2 separate regions of the Gossypium arboreum genome follow, and region 2 is linked to region 1. A link is a contact called in public Hi-C data. All regions are on one chromosome and are shown on one strand. The core of a region is the stretch at or near the end of the contact, and the rest is flanking DNA. Distances in the headings are between cores, read along the strand shown.

Region 1 (6,536 bases), core at 1,676-4,175:
AACTACATGAGTTTTACACTAGTATAAGTGTATCCTTATACTATTTTTAAATATTTACATTATAATATAATATATTTAATTTTATACAATATAAATTATATGATATTAAAAATAAAATATATATTATAAACTTCAAAACGAATTAGACCAAGTTGGTGAGTCTAAATTTTTTCAAACTCAATTCTTAGAACTGATATTTTTATCCAAAATTTTCTAAATTTTCAGCAATTCTTCGAGTACACTAACTTAACTCTTGAAAAAAAAAATAATTACGATAATTTTATATAAACGTGATGATTAGGCATGATTTTTCAAATGAAAGTAACGTTAGAATTCGTATAAGCATTGACTTGCCTGCGTTTACAAAACAAAGGACATGTTAGCACTTCCATAATAAAAGTAGTATGGATTTCATTATACCAAAATTCAAATTGTATTTTGTTTAATTTATTTTTAAAAAATTATGTATATTAAATCAGAAAGTAAATAAATTCTTCTATTAAAAATTTTATCAATTTCTATCATTAAGTGATAACTTAGTTGACAGAGCAAGTAGATAGCGACATGTGATGTGTCACATGTAACTCATGTTAACTTGACATTTTCCACATCAATTGACATTTAAAATTTTTAAAATTATTAAAATAAATAAATTTTTAATAATTATTTGAAAACCATGTTCATGATAAACTTAGATAAATCGGTGTCCAAGTTCAAATGAATCTAAAGCAGTTATTTGTCCAAGTTGGTCCGAATATGGTTTTCAAATAATTATTAAAATTTTATTTATTTTAAATAATTATTAAAAATAAAAATTTAAAATTAATTTTAATTTAAAAATAACTAAAATTAAAATAACCATCACCAATCTACATATAAAAATTATAAAATCTATAACTTTTTATTTTGAGTAAAGGTGTTCACGGTTTGAGTGGGCTCAATAAAAATTTAAGCCTATTTGTTACGCTTGGACTCATCCAAAAATGGGCTGAAAATTTTTCCCAAGCTCAAACCAACTTGCCAAGATTAGTTTTTTTTTATATTTTTACATAATTTTTAAATATATATAATACATAAAAAATACTAAAACATCAAAATAAATATCTCACAACAAATTGAAAATAAAATTTAAAAATATGTATACTTAAATAACACTAAGGTAGATCTAACTTAATAAGCAAAATCCTCTAAAATAATAACAAAATTACCAATAAAATAAGTTTTATATAATATCCAAATAATAACAATAAAATAGTCATGCAAAATAGGGAGAAAACAACAAGAAAATAATATTAAAATACAAAAAGGCAGATTTTTTTGTCCTTTAATGAATTCGGGCTGGGCCCAGGCCAAAAATGCCTTACCCGAGGCCCGACTTATTTTTTTTGTTTAATCCTATTTTTCGAGCCTATATTTTTGTCCAAACCCTCTCACATTTTGAACGGGTCTTCAAGCCGAGCCGAATGAATTTTGAGTGAGCAATATTAATATTTCTCGCCATTTACTTTGACTTATATTCTCTTAATTTTTTTATCTAGATTTGTAACATATTTCATGATTTTGGTCCACTTAGTGGTGGTTAAAATGGAGGAATAAACAACTTCATTCCATTAAAATTTTCATTACTTTTCTAATTATTTTCTTTTAAAAATTTATATTTATACTAATTCATCAATTTCAATATATATTGTAATTTTAAATAATTTATATTAATTTTTACAAGTTGTTATAATTTTTAAATAATTTTTATATCATTTTTATAATTATTTGAAAAAATACATTTAGGATGAACTTAGACAACTATTTATCTAGGTTAATCTTGGACATGAATTTTCAAATAATTATTAAAGCTTTTTTATTTTTAAGATTTTTATTTTTAATATTTGTTGACATGGTAGGCAAAAATATTACATCAATATGAAGTATACATGATGCACCATGTATCGCTGCCTATTTATTCTAAGTCACGTCATTATTTAATTGTAGAAATGAATAGAATTTTTAGTAAAAAGACTAATTTTAATTTTAATCTAAGTACATAAATTAATTTATCTATTTTTTAATTGAGGAACCCAATCATTGAAAGTAGAGGGAGGAAATTCATATTTTAAGCTAATTGCCAATAGGGGCGAGCGTTCGATATAATCGAGTGAAAAAATTTCGAGTTAGTTGAGTAGACGAATTTTATTTTATCATCCTAACTTGATTTGAAATTTTTTCGAATCGATTAGTGTGAAATGAAATTCAAGTCAAATCGAATCGAGTGAAATTGTTCGATTTAAATTAAAAAATTAAACATGTCAAATTAAAATCTTGTTACAATATAACTAATTACATGTTAGAGCACGTAAAATTGAAACTATATATATTTGAATTTTTTTCAAAGAAAAAATATTTTAATATGATAAACTTGAATAATTAATTAAGTTATTTAAATTCCCAAAATTATTATTTTAGAACATTTTTAAAATTTTAATGTTGTTTATATATTTTTTAAATATAAATTTTAAAATTTTTATAAATATTTTGAATTTATTTTGTAATTTTTGTTGACAATGAGGTCAATTGTTTACTTTTAAAATTGACATGGATCATAATATTATTTATATTAATCTATTATTTAAATTATAAAATTCAACTCAATTCAAATTTAAAATTTAAAATACAAATTAAATCAAGTTTTAATCATCCTAATTTTCTACCAATATCCAAAGAAAAGGCTGACTTCTCATATTTGGAGGACAGTTTTTTTTTTTTTGGTTGGATGAAATAAAGAAACATTGAGTAATATGATTTGAAATTTTCTTTTTGGTTATTTGAAAGATGTTATTTTTCAAATTAATATGAAAATATAATTGACGACGACTTTATTGAAATTTGACCAACCGCTTAAATGGAAAAGCGTTACCCTCCTCCCACTATATAAAGTGTTGAGATTCCCGGTTACCCTACAAACAATAAACCCGTTCCTCTTCTTCCCTCTCTCTTGTTTGTCTAAAAACAGTTGCTTCCCTGCTTAATTTCGTTGTCATGGACACTCCCACCCCTCTCTTCTCCTTGCTTTGTTTCTTCCTCTTCTCCCTCTTCTTAGGTAACACCAAACAACCCTTTGCTTCATTATACATGTGGCCTGGAACTGGAAGAGTTTTTTATTTTTTTATTTTTTTATCTTTAATCTTTTTGATTTCTGTGAATGAATTATGTAGGTGAGGAGCAACATGTTGTTGAAGGGTCAAGGGTGTGGACCTTTGGTTTCAGACCCAAGATGTTGTTTGTGTTCGGGGATTCCTACGCTGATACAGGGAACAACAGGAAAGCTTTGGCAAGTTCCTGGAAACTTCCTTATGGAATTACATTCCCCGGGAAACCTGCTGGCCGTTTCTCTGATGGTCGTGTTTTGACTGATTTCATCGGTACCCCTCTCTCTCTCTCTATCCTTTTTAGGATAAAAAATGATAGTGTTCATCTTTTCAAGTGTTTTAATTTTTAGCTTTACCTTTAGCTTTAGCTTTGGCTCTTTCTCTTTTGTACAACTAATGGGCTTTGCTTTACTTCTTGTTTATTGTACTACAATTTAATAATATTATATTGAACCTGAGTTATGTGGTGTGGGTTCCTCCTTTTATCTTCTGCCATAATAATTTTGCTTTGTTTTTATACTGATCAGCAGAGTCTGAGTGCCCGACCTCACTCTTTTTCTTCTTCTTTTTTTCTTCCTATTTCTATCCTTTTTGTGAGATCATTTTTCAACTTTTTCACTCGATTCCAAGTATTGTAAACTTTTGATTTCTTCACTATTATTTTAACATTAACCATTCTTTTCAGTGCCTCTTTGCATCCCATTATAAATAATTGCTTCTTTCAACAACCCCTTTTCTTCACTTTCTTACCTCCCCCTTTAATTAAGTTGAATCAATGGAATGTAACTATGATTTACATTTTATACCTTTTAACCTTAGTGTAGCACTCACAATGTATTAAAGCATTAAACTCAAAGTGACAGACAACTCATGACAACAAGGAGCTGTCTTGGAGTAAAGTTTATAATAGTTAACAATTTCTTTTCTAGTTCATCAACTCTAAAAGTAACATTAGGTTTTTTAATCCCATCAACTTTACTATTATGGTGCTTTCCAGCCATAGGATTATGCAGTTTACTGACAATAACTTTCTGAATCATCACAGTACCATAAATATTGATTTTATTAGTAAACAATTAATTGGGTTGTTTTATGACAAGCAGCTGGGTACTTGGCGATTAAGACACCAGTGCCCTACAGATACAGGAAAGAACTGGGGGGTCGTCTCAAGTATGGGTTGAACTTTGCTTATGGAGGAACCGGTGTTTTCGACACGCCAGCTCCTGAGCCAAACATGACAACCCAGATCGATTTCTTGCAACAGCTTCTCAATGACTCGGTCTACTCCAAGAGGGCCTTGAAAACTTCTGTTGCGCTTGTCAGTCTTGCAGGCAATGACTACTCTAATTACATTGCCACCAACGGCTCTACTGCGGTAATAATAACACCTCACATATATTCATATATATATATATATGCTCACTATGTGCCATGTGTCACCAATCCAACCTTCAATGATTGTATGCTTGAACTTGATGAACCCCACTTGTAATGACACTTCCTCTACCAGATAATGATTTAAATAATATAGCTCATTTGCAAAAAAGGACAGAAGGCCCAATTGAAGAAAAAATTCATTAAAATTTAAGAAAGGGACAAAGAATTATTGTGAAAGGTGCTGTCATGATATTAGGTACAAAAATTTGACTTCATGTTGGCACTTAGCCAAAATTATGACTTGGTTATATTTGGTTTTTTTTGTGGTGTCCCAATCTTATGTGTGGTCAGCTACATCTTGGAATCAGATTGCATTTTGCTTTATTTACTAAAAAAATAGATAAATTAATCTCTATACATTAGATTAAAAAGCAAAATGGTTATTTCTATTAAAATTTTTATCAATTTGTATTGTTAAAAGATTGACGCGGTTGGCAGAATAATTAGATAGTGACATGTGGATCGATTTTTAACAGCAGAAATGGATGAAATTTTTAACAAAAGGATCTGTTTGCTTTTTGGTCTAATGTATAGGGATTATTTTGCTCATTTTTTGATTAGAGGGGGTAAAATGTAATCTGATTCCTAATATAGGCGCCTCTATGGTATTTTTACCTTGGATATGTAACTTATACTGATTTCATTGTCTTGTCCTTGTGATCTTATGCATGCAAAGAAAAAAAAACATTGTCGTTTTAATTTGTTTATGGCTAGTCTACCAAATCCACTCGTTTGACAGAATTGTTGTTTAATATAGATATTATGAAAAAGAAAGAAAAATGAGGGTTGAAAAGAGAAATTTGGTCTGAAAATTCAGGGATTTCCAGTCTTCATTGGAAGGGTTGTGAACCAAATGAAGGTGAACTTGAAACGCATCCATAACTTGGGAGTGAGGAAAATAGCGGCGAGTGCACTGCAACCATTGGGGTGCCTCCCTCGAAGCACTGCCCAATTCTCCTTTGAGCAATGCAACGAAAGTGAAAACGCCCTCGTTGGTCTCCATAACCAGCTCTTGGCTCAAGCAGTGAACGATCTCAACAAAGAAACCAACAGCTCCTCTTTCTTCGTACTTGACATTTACAATGCCTTTTGGAACGTTTTCAATCAAAAACAAGCACATCAAGGTGACTCCCACAATCCTATTCTTTCTTTCTTGCACAACTCCATTAAACATGAAATATATTGGGTTTTTTGCAGTGAGTCCAACATTTGTGAATCCATTTGAGCCCTGTTGTGTTGGAGTGAGTGCTGCATTTTCATGTGGAAGTGTAGATGAAAATGGTGTGAAGCAATACACACTTTGCTCCAATCCCAAATCCAAATTCTTTTGGGATACAGTTCACCCTACGGAACAAGGATGGCGAGCTGTTTACTCAACTCCAGCTCTTCAAAGCAGTCTCAAGCAATTCTGGTAGACATTACCATGAAATGCTTACCTTTTATCACTTTATGATGTTTTTACATTTAGTTTCTTGGTATCTGTCAAATCCCTTCGTGATCTCTTTATTCATTTGTGTTGGTAAAAAGTTGTATGAAATGAATGGAATATTAATAATAAAAGTTCTTGTCCAATGCTACCCTTTTTTGGTGGGATGTCTCTAATGAAACTTGTGTTCATCTCATTGATTTGTTGATGATCATGATTAAAGTTATTATCAAAGAGATGAAACCAAAAGTTGATTCTTTTTCTAATTAAAGATAAAAAATTGAATGGCTGTCACATTACACATTTTAGGATCATCATGGTTTGGGAATTTACAGGCATACATTAGAACTTGGGCTAGAAGTCCAAACCCCATTTGTTATATCAAATAAAGGTAAAAACTTGAACTAAAAAGTTGAACTCTTCATTATTGCATAGGTTTATTGGAGTTGGTAGTGGGTTTTTTATTTCAAATAAAATATATACTTTTTCTTTAATTTATTCTTTATTTAATTTTGTAATTTTTATCATTTCCA
Region 2 (6,115 bases), core at 802-3,301, 570 kb before region 1:
TTGTCCTCCTTTTAGTTTCCAAATTCACTAGCTGAGCTGGTGACAGGGTTTGGTGGCCACTGATTTTGAAAGCCAAAGGGCCATTGCCTGGGCTTCATACACACACATATTTGAGTTTGATAAGACATGTTTATCTATTTTACCCTTTTCTTTATTATACCAAAAGATTTTGGTTCATGGTCAACCATCATCACCCAAGGGACTGTGTCATGTCAATAACTTGACTTGTGGGTTACCACTTGTTTCAAGCTTAATAGACTTCCATTGACTTTCTCTTCATCAATCTTTTTTGTTTGACATTAGCTTGTATAACCAGAGTTTCAAAAGCCACCCATTTCTTTTCTGATCATTCCTTTTTGCATATAGCACAACTTAGTTTCTTTCACAACAAGCAAACGTGCAAGCTTTTGTCTACTGTTGGAAAACTAAACATGCATTGCGGACACTTGAAACCCAATTGTGTATCATTAGTACTGTTGTTAAAGATGGAAGTACTTGTTGGTTCCAAATTAGGTCTGCTATTGGACCTTGTGCATTTTCAGCCGTATATAACATATGCATGTAACTGTACTAGTAAGGTAAAATCTACCCTAGGGAAAAGAGTTGAGCTAGAGATATTTCTAATTGTAATGTATGCTGGTGATTATGAAACATGGAGTTTTTTTGTTCATTTCAGTAATCCATCTACACAAATGGAGAGCAAATTTATCCAAAATCAGACTAGAAATGTGATAATATTATATTAATTCCTAGCAGATAGACTCATACATCCTTCGTTGTTCCTAAATCCAGATCATCCCCCATAAAAGAAGATACTGAGAAAGATGGAAAAAGATACTACAACTACTCTATATTTAGCTGAAATGAAGCTAAATCTAGCCTTCTACCACCGTTTAGCTATGGTTTTACAGAAAAAGAAAAAAGGGAGGCCAAGGGCCGGGGGGGGGGGGTGTACATTGGATCATAATGTCTATGTTGGGGAATCAGGGTTGGCTAGGATTTGGGTTAGAAGTTGAGCCAAGGTTTAGGTCAGGAACGGCACTAGTTGCTGAATTTTTTCCCTTGGAATTGTTGTTGTTAGCCTTGGAGAGCTTCTGTTTCAGCTCAGATAACAGCGCTTGATTCTCTTGGTTCAGAAGCTGTGCTTTCTTCCTCAACCTCTCATTCTCTTTCATTATGTAACAGTTCTGCAGGTACAGATTTGAGTTCAGTCTTTCCATGACTATCAAAATTAACTCTCTTTTAATACTACCTGTAATGCCCCTGAAACCAAAATTAACCAAGAAAGAAATAGTATCAATATATATACGCATAAAAGGGTATCTCTCCTAGCATTCTTTATTGCTTCATGAAAATCATTGCACTGCATATGGAGAGGGTATTGTTATAATAATTTTTGAATACAAGACTTTAAAAATGTTACTTAGTAAACACGCATAAGTCGTTATGTATGCATAAGACCATGACATTAAACATGATTCAATAAATAAAAAAAAGTAATTTGTAAGAAACACATGTTTGTCCATAACTATAAAGTTGAATAAAGAAAAAATTAAAATATCTAGGATAGTTCCTCTTCATTTTCATGTTTTTGTAGGGTTTATAGAGAAACAGAGCAGCCCCTCATGTAGTTTGTACAGCAGGAGAAAGACATTGAAAAAGAAGACAAGTAGGAAGAAAATTCCAACATAGGGAATTCACAAAAGAGAGGAGAATCCCAATAGTTAGACACAAAAGCATCATAGGTAAGATGTGCGGTTAGACATGGAACAAAAAGTTATGGATTGCAAAACAATGGCCATGATGTACCTTTTGAAGGGAAGGGAGGGGAACGTTGGGTTGGGTTGGGCGAGGAAAGCTAAAAAATTCTGGTTTTTTTAACAGGTAGCAGTAGCAGTTAAAAAAAAAAAAAAAAAAAAAAGAGTGAAGTGAGGGACAAAGAAGAAGGGAGGTGGGGTTAATATAGAGAGGGAAGGGGGGAAGGGGGTGGCAGGGACTCACTCGTCTGACACAACAATCATGCATGTGTAAGCTTAGAAGGCGGCCGGTTAGGGGGCGAGGCTTTAATGTTTTTATCATTTATGCCTTTTTATTATGGGATATATGGCGTCATGTCACAATATCTCTTTAAATATCGTTGTTTACTAGACTACATTTCATTTTCTTTCAAATTTTATTTTTGTAAGAAAAATAGAAAGCCAATAATAGCATTGCAAATGCAAAGGAAGGAGAGTGATGAGGTTGAAGTGGGTCAATGATGGGGTGGGATAAGCAGGCCGTCCCAAGATTCGCAATGATGTATTGGATTGGTTCCCAACCATCATCAGCTCTTCCTCCTTTTTCATAATCAATTTTTTCTCTTTTTTTCTTTTCTTTCTCTAATTATTTTTCCTACCCTTTTATTATTTCCTCCCTAGTTTCACTTCTTGCTTTGCTAATAATCATTTTCCTTTTTCGACCCATAAAAATCTTTTGGAAATTAAAATGGTGGTTTTCCCACACCCTAATCAAACCCACCTTTTTTTTCCTACCCATCTCTCTCTATTCTCTCCAATTATATCTACTCAAATAGGGTCAAACTCACTTCATAAATTACACCTACCTATAGGGGTAGTCTTGGGATTCATTTATTGCATTAGGAAAAAAAAACTCTATTACAATTCTACTTATAATGATCCCCAATATGCTAACTACAACAATAAGCTTTCACAATCTTTTAATGAACAAAATTAATCATTTTACTTTACTTAATAATTTATTTCCCTTTTATTTAATTTTTCACATTTTTAGTCTTTAAATTTATATTTTTATTAAATCATCCCAAAATAAATAAAAAGTCAATATTTTTTAACTTTATTGATATGACATATACGTCAATTGTCACGAAGATAACATATAAATATTTTAAAATTTTAAAATTAATTAAATGTTGACATGTCATTTATATGAAAATCTACATATATGTCATGCGTTAACAAAGTTAACTAACGTTAACTTTTCATTTATTTTGAAGTAATTTGACCCAAAAAATACAAATTTAAAAGTTAAAAATGAAAAATTAAATGATGAACTAAAATAACGCTTTTATAAAATAGAAGGACCGAAAACGTGATTATACCTAAAATATTATTTCTTCACTGTACTTTACACTTCTCTTCTAATGTCTTTAATCCTACTTATATAATAAATTGTTTTATAGAGGCAAATTTTTTTCTTTTAAAAATTGAAAGAAACACAAACGGGGAGAGGTAATTTTATTATTTGGAGAAGGATCATGCAAAAAGTTTTTTTATCAATTGCTACAATTAAGAAAATTTTTTTATTTTTGCGCAGTTAATAATTTTGTTTGAAAAAGAAATATAATATTAGAAGTGGGTTTAAACCTGCATCATTTAAATATATTAAAAAAGTAATTATTACTTCAAGTAAATCTTAACTCATGGCTTATAATTTATTTATAGTGTATTTATTTATTTTTATAACATAATTATATTTTAAATTTGACTTATTCTTATTCATATAATTTTGGCGCTTACATGATATTTTATATAAGTTTTAATGGATTTATATTTTTTTTGGAGGAGTCAGATTTATATTATTCTGATTATTATTTTGAATAATTATATGATATAAATTACAAAGTTTATGAAAACTATGGGCTTTTAGTGCAACCAAATGACGACACTACCCCTATATCTTTCAACTGTTGTACACCATTGATGATGTTCTGTTTTACGTTATTATAATCATTTTTTTTTTTGAGAGATATTTGAAATAATGAGAGGAAATGTAAAAGAAAAAAGAGGCTGGGCCAGTCTCAACCTCTTCATGGGTTATTGAGTACCTTAACGTGAAACATCATTGTTGACAGATGGTGGTCTATGGGTAAAACGGTCAATTCAGGGGTTCACCCCCTCGTGGATTTCCTTCCTTCCGAGTGTTAATTATTCAATGGGCTGATTGCTACTTTAATTACCTCTTTACCCTTAACGGTTCATTCCCATCCTTAGAAATAATAAAGTTATTCTAATAATTACTGTCAGGGAAACAAAAAAAGAGAGAAGAAATTAGATTTGGGCTACTAATTGCTCTTTTACATGAAATCAATAATTAAAAGAAAATGTAACTTTTCATTTTTAGTTTTAAATATTTTATTAAAACTTATCATTTCGTCCAATCATATTTTATACACCTAGAAATTAACTTTGTTAGTGTCACAAGTCAACTCGATATCAATTTAGTCTAGAGGTGGATGCAAGAGGGCTGGCAGGAGCCTTGGCCCTCCCTAAAATAGAAAATTTTAATTCAGGCCTTTAATTTTTTTTAAAATTTTAAATTACTAAAGGTAAATTTACACTTTTACCTCTTATAAAATTATAAAAATTTAATTTAATCATTTAGAAATTATAAAGATATATACTATAAAAAACAAAATTTTATTCGGCCCCCTTAAAAATTTGTTCTGGCTTCGCCCCTAATTTAGTCAATAAAATTATTAAAATAACATTATAGATTTTAAATAAATTGGGTCCTTGAATTGCTAAAATACATCAAAAAGACTCTCAAACTTTTTTCAAAAAGACTCTTAATCTTTTTCAAAAAAAAATTAAACTGCTGCTTCTTTTTCTTTTTGCACTCAATTGCCAAATTGCATCAAAAAGACCTTTGATAGTTAAAGCTAACCACCCTTAATTTTTTCAGTTAAATTCACTACGTGTCACAACCATGGCATGACATGTGACAAAAAAATGATAAAATAAAATAAAAAATAAATAAAAGTTATAAAAATTATTAAATTTTAATAAAAATACAAGAAATATTTAATTTTTATTAAAATTATAAAAATTATAAAATTGTAGAAAATTATAAAATATATAGAAATATAGAAAACGATATATAAAATTTTATAGAGTCATAAAAAATGATAAAAATGTAAAGAAATATAAAATTCATAAAAGAGTTATAAAATTATCATATAAAAAAAGCATTTTATAATTTTTTTATTTTTATCATTTTTGCCACATGTTATATTGTGTTGCGACACGTGGTGACTTTAATTGAAAAAGCTAGGGACCGTTAACTTTAACAGTCAACGATTAAAATTAATGGTTAAATGACTTTTTTGATGCATTTTATAACTTTTTAATGATTTTTATAAAATTTTACAAATTTTAATATTTTTTACAATTTATATATATTTTAATTTTTAAATTTAATTTTTAATTTTTATTAAAGTTTAATAATTTTTATAACTTTTATTGATTTTTATTTTTTATAATTTTTTGTCACATGTGACGTAGTGGTTGTGTCCCGGGGTGACTTTAATTGAAAAAATTAGGGGCAGTTAACTTTAACGATAAATTGTTAAAGTTTACGGACAAAAGGTCTTTTTGATGCATTTTGACAATTGAGTTAATTGCTTTTTTTGAAAAAATTTTAGGGTCTTTTTTTATGCATTTTGATAGTTCAAGTACCCAATTGAATGCAAAAAAAAAAAAGCAGGAATTTAATTTTTTTTAAAAAATTTGAGGGCCTTTTTGATGTATTTTAAAAATTTAAATATCCAATTGAGTGCAAAAGTAAAAATAGGGGCTTAATTTTTTTTTAAATTAAAGGCTTTTTACGCTTAAAGTCAATAAATTATTATTACAATGAACAATGATACTTTTTTCTCTTTCATATTTAAAAAATTAACAAAAATTACAAATACTAAGATTTTAACCCATGCCACCAATAATTATTAAATCTATTCTTTACCACCTCAACCAAACTTTAATTTAACATTTTTATACATTCTAATATTGTTACACAAATTGTTTCGCCTACATTATTTCTATATCTATAATCTATACTATTTATAAATCTCTTTATAGAGTTTGTGTCACCCATCAAGCGGGTCTCAACTCATTTAAGCAAAATCACTTTAGTATCTCTTTGCATTTAAAATAAATTGTATTATTTGAGGGTATATTAAATTTTTTATAAAACTATAAAAATAAGCATATAATTAGATTTGAACTCATGCCAATTGGATTAGCAAAACTTCATATATATACTACCTACTCAAAGTTTTATTTTAATATTTTTATACAATTTAATTTTATTATGCACACTT

The links. A called contact is a pair of places that touch in the nucleus more often than the background predicts.
Region 2: a Hi-C map of leaf shows a contact between it and region 1, with 5 times the contacts expected there. The contact joins the promoter of LOC108460045 here to the promoter of LOC108457962 in region 1. A contact is called at or near these places in 2 of 5 Hi-C or Micro-C datasets (both in leaf).

What each region holds. Positions count from the first base shown.
Region 1 is chr4:79,656,121-79,662,656 of ASM2569848v2, reverse strand. LOC108457962 (GDSL esterase/lipase At5g03610-like) reads left to right here and starts at 2,925. Exons shown (of 5, transcript XM_017757184.2): 1 at 2,925-3,091; 2 at 3,207-3,413; 3 at 4,244-4,515; 4 at 5,395-5,701; 5 at 5,775-6,184. The coding sequence starts at 3,031. The coding sequence ends at 5,992.
Region 2 is chr4:80,220,766-80,226,880 of ASM2569848v2, reverse strand. LOC108460045 (protein LITTLE ZIPPER 3-like) reads right to left here and starts at 2,051. Exons shown (of 2, transcript XM_017759426.2): 1 at 1,810-2,051; 2 at 705-1,263. The coding sequence starts at 1,220. The coding sequence ends at 984.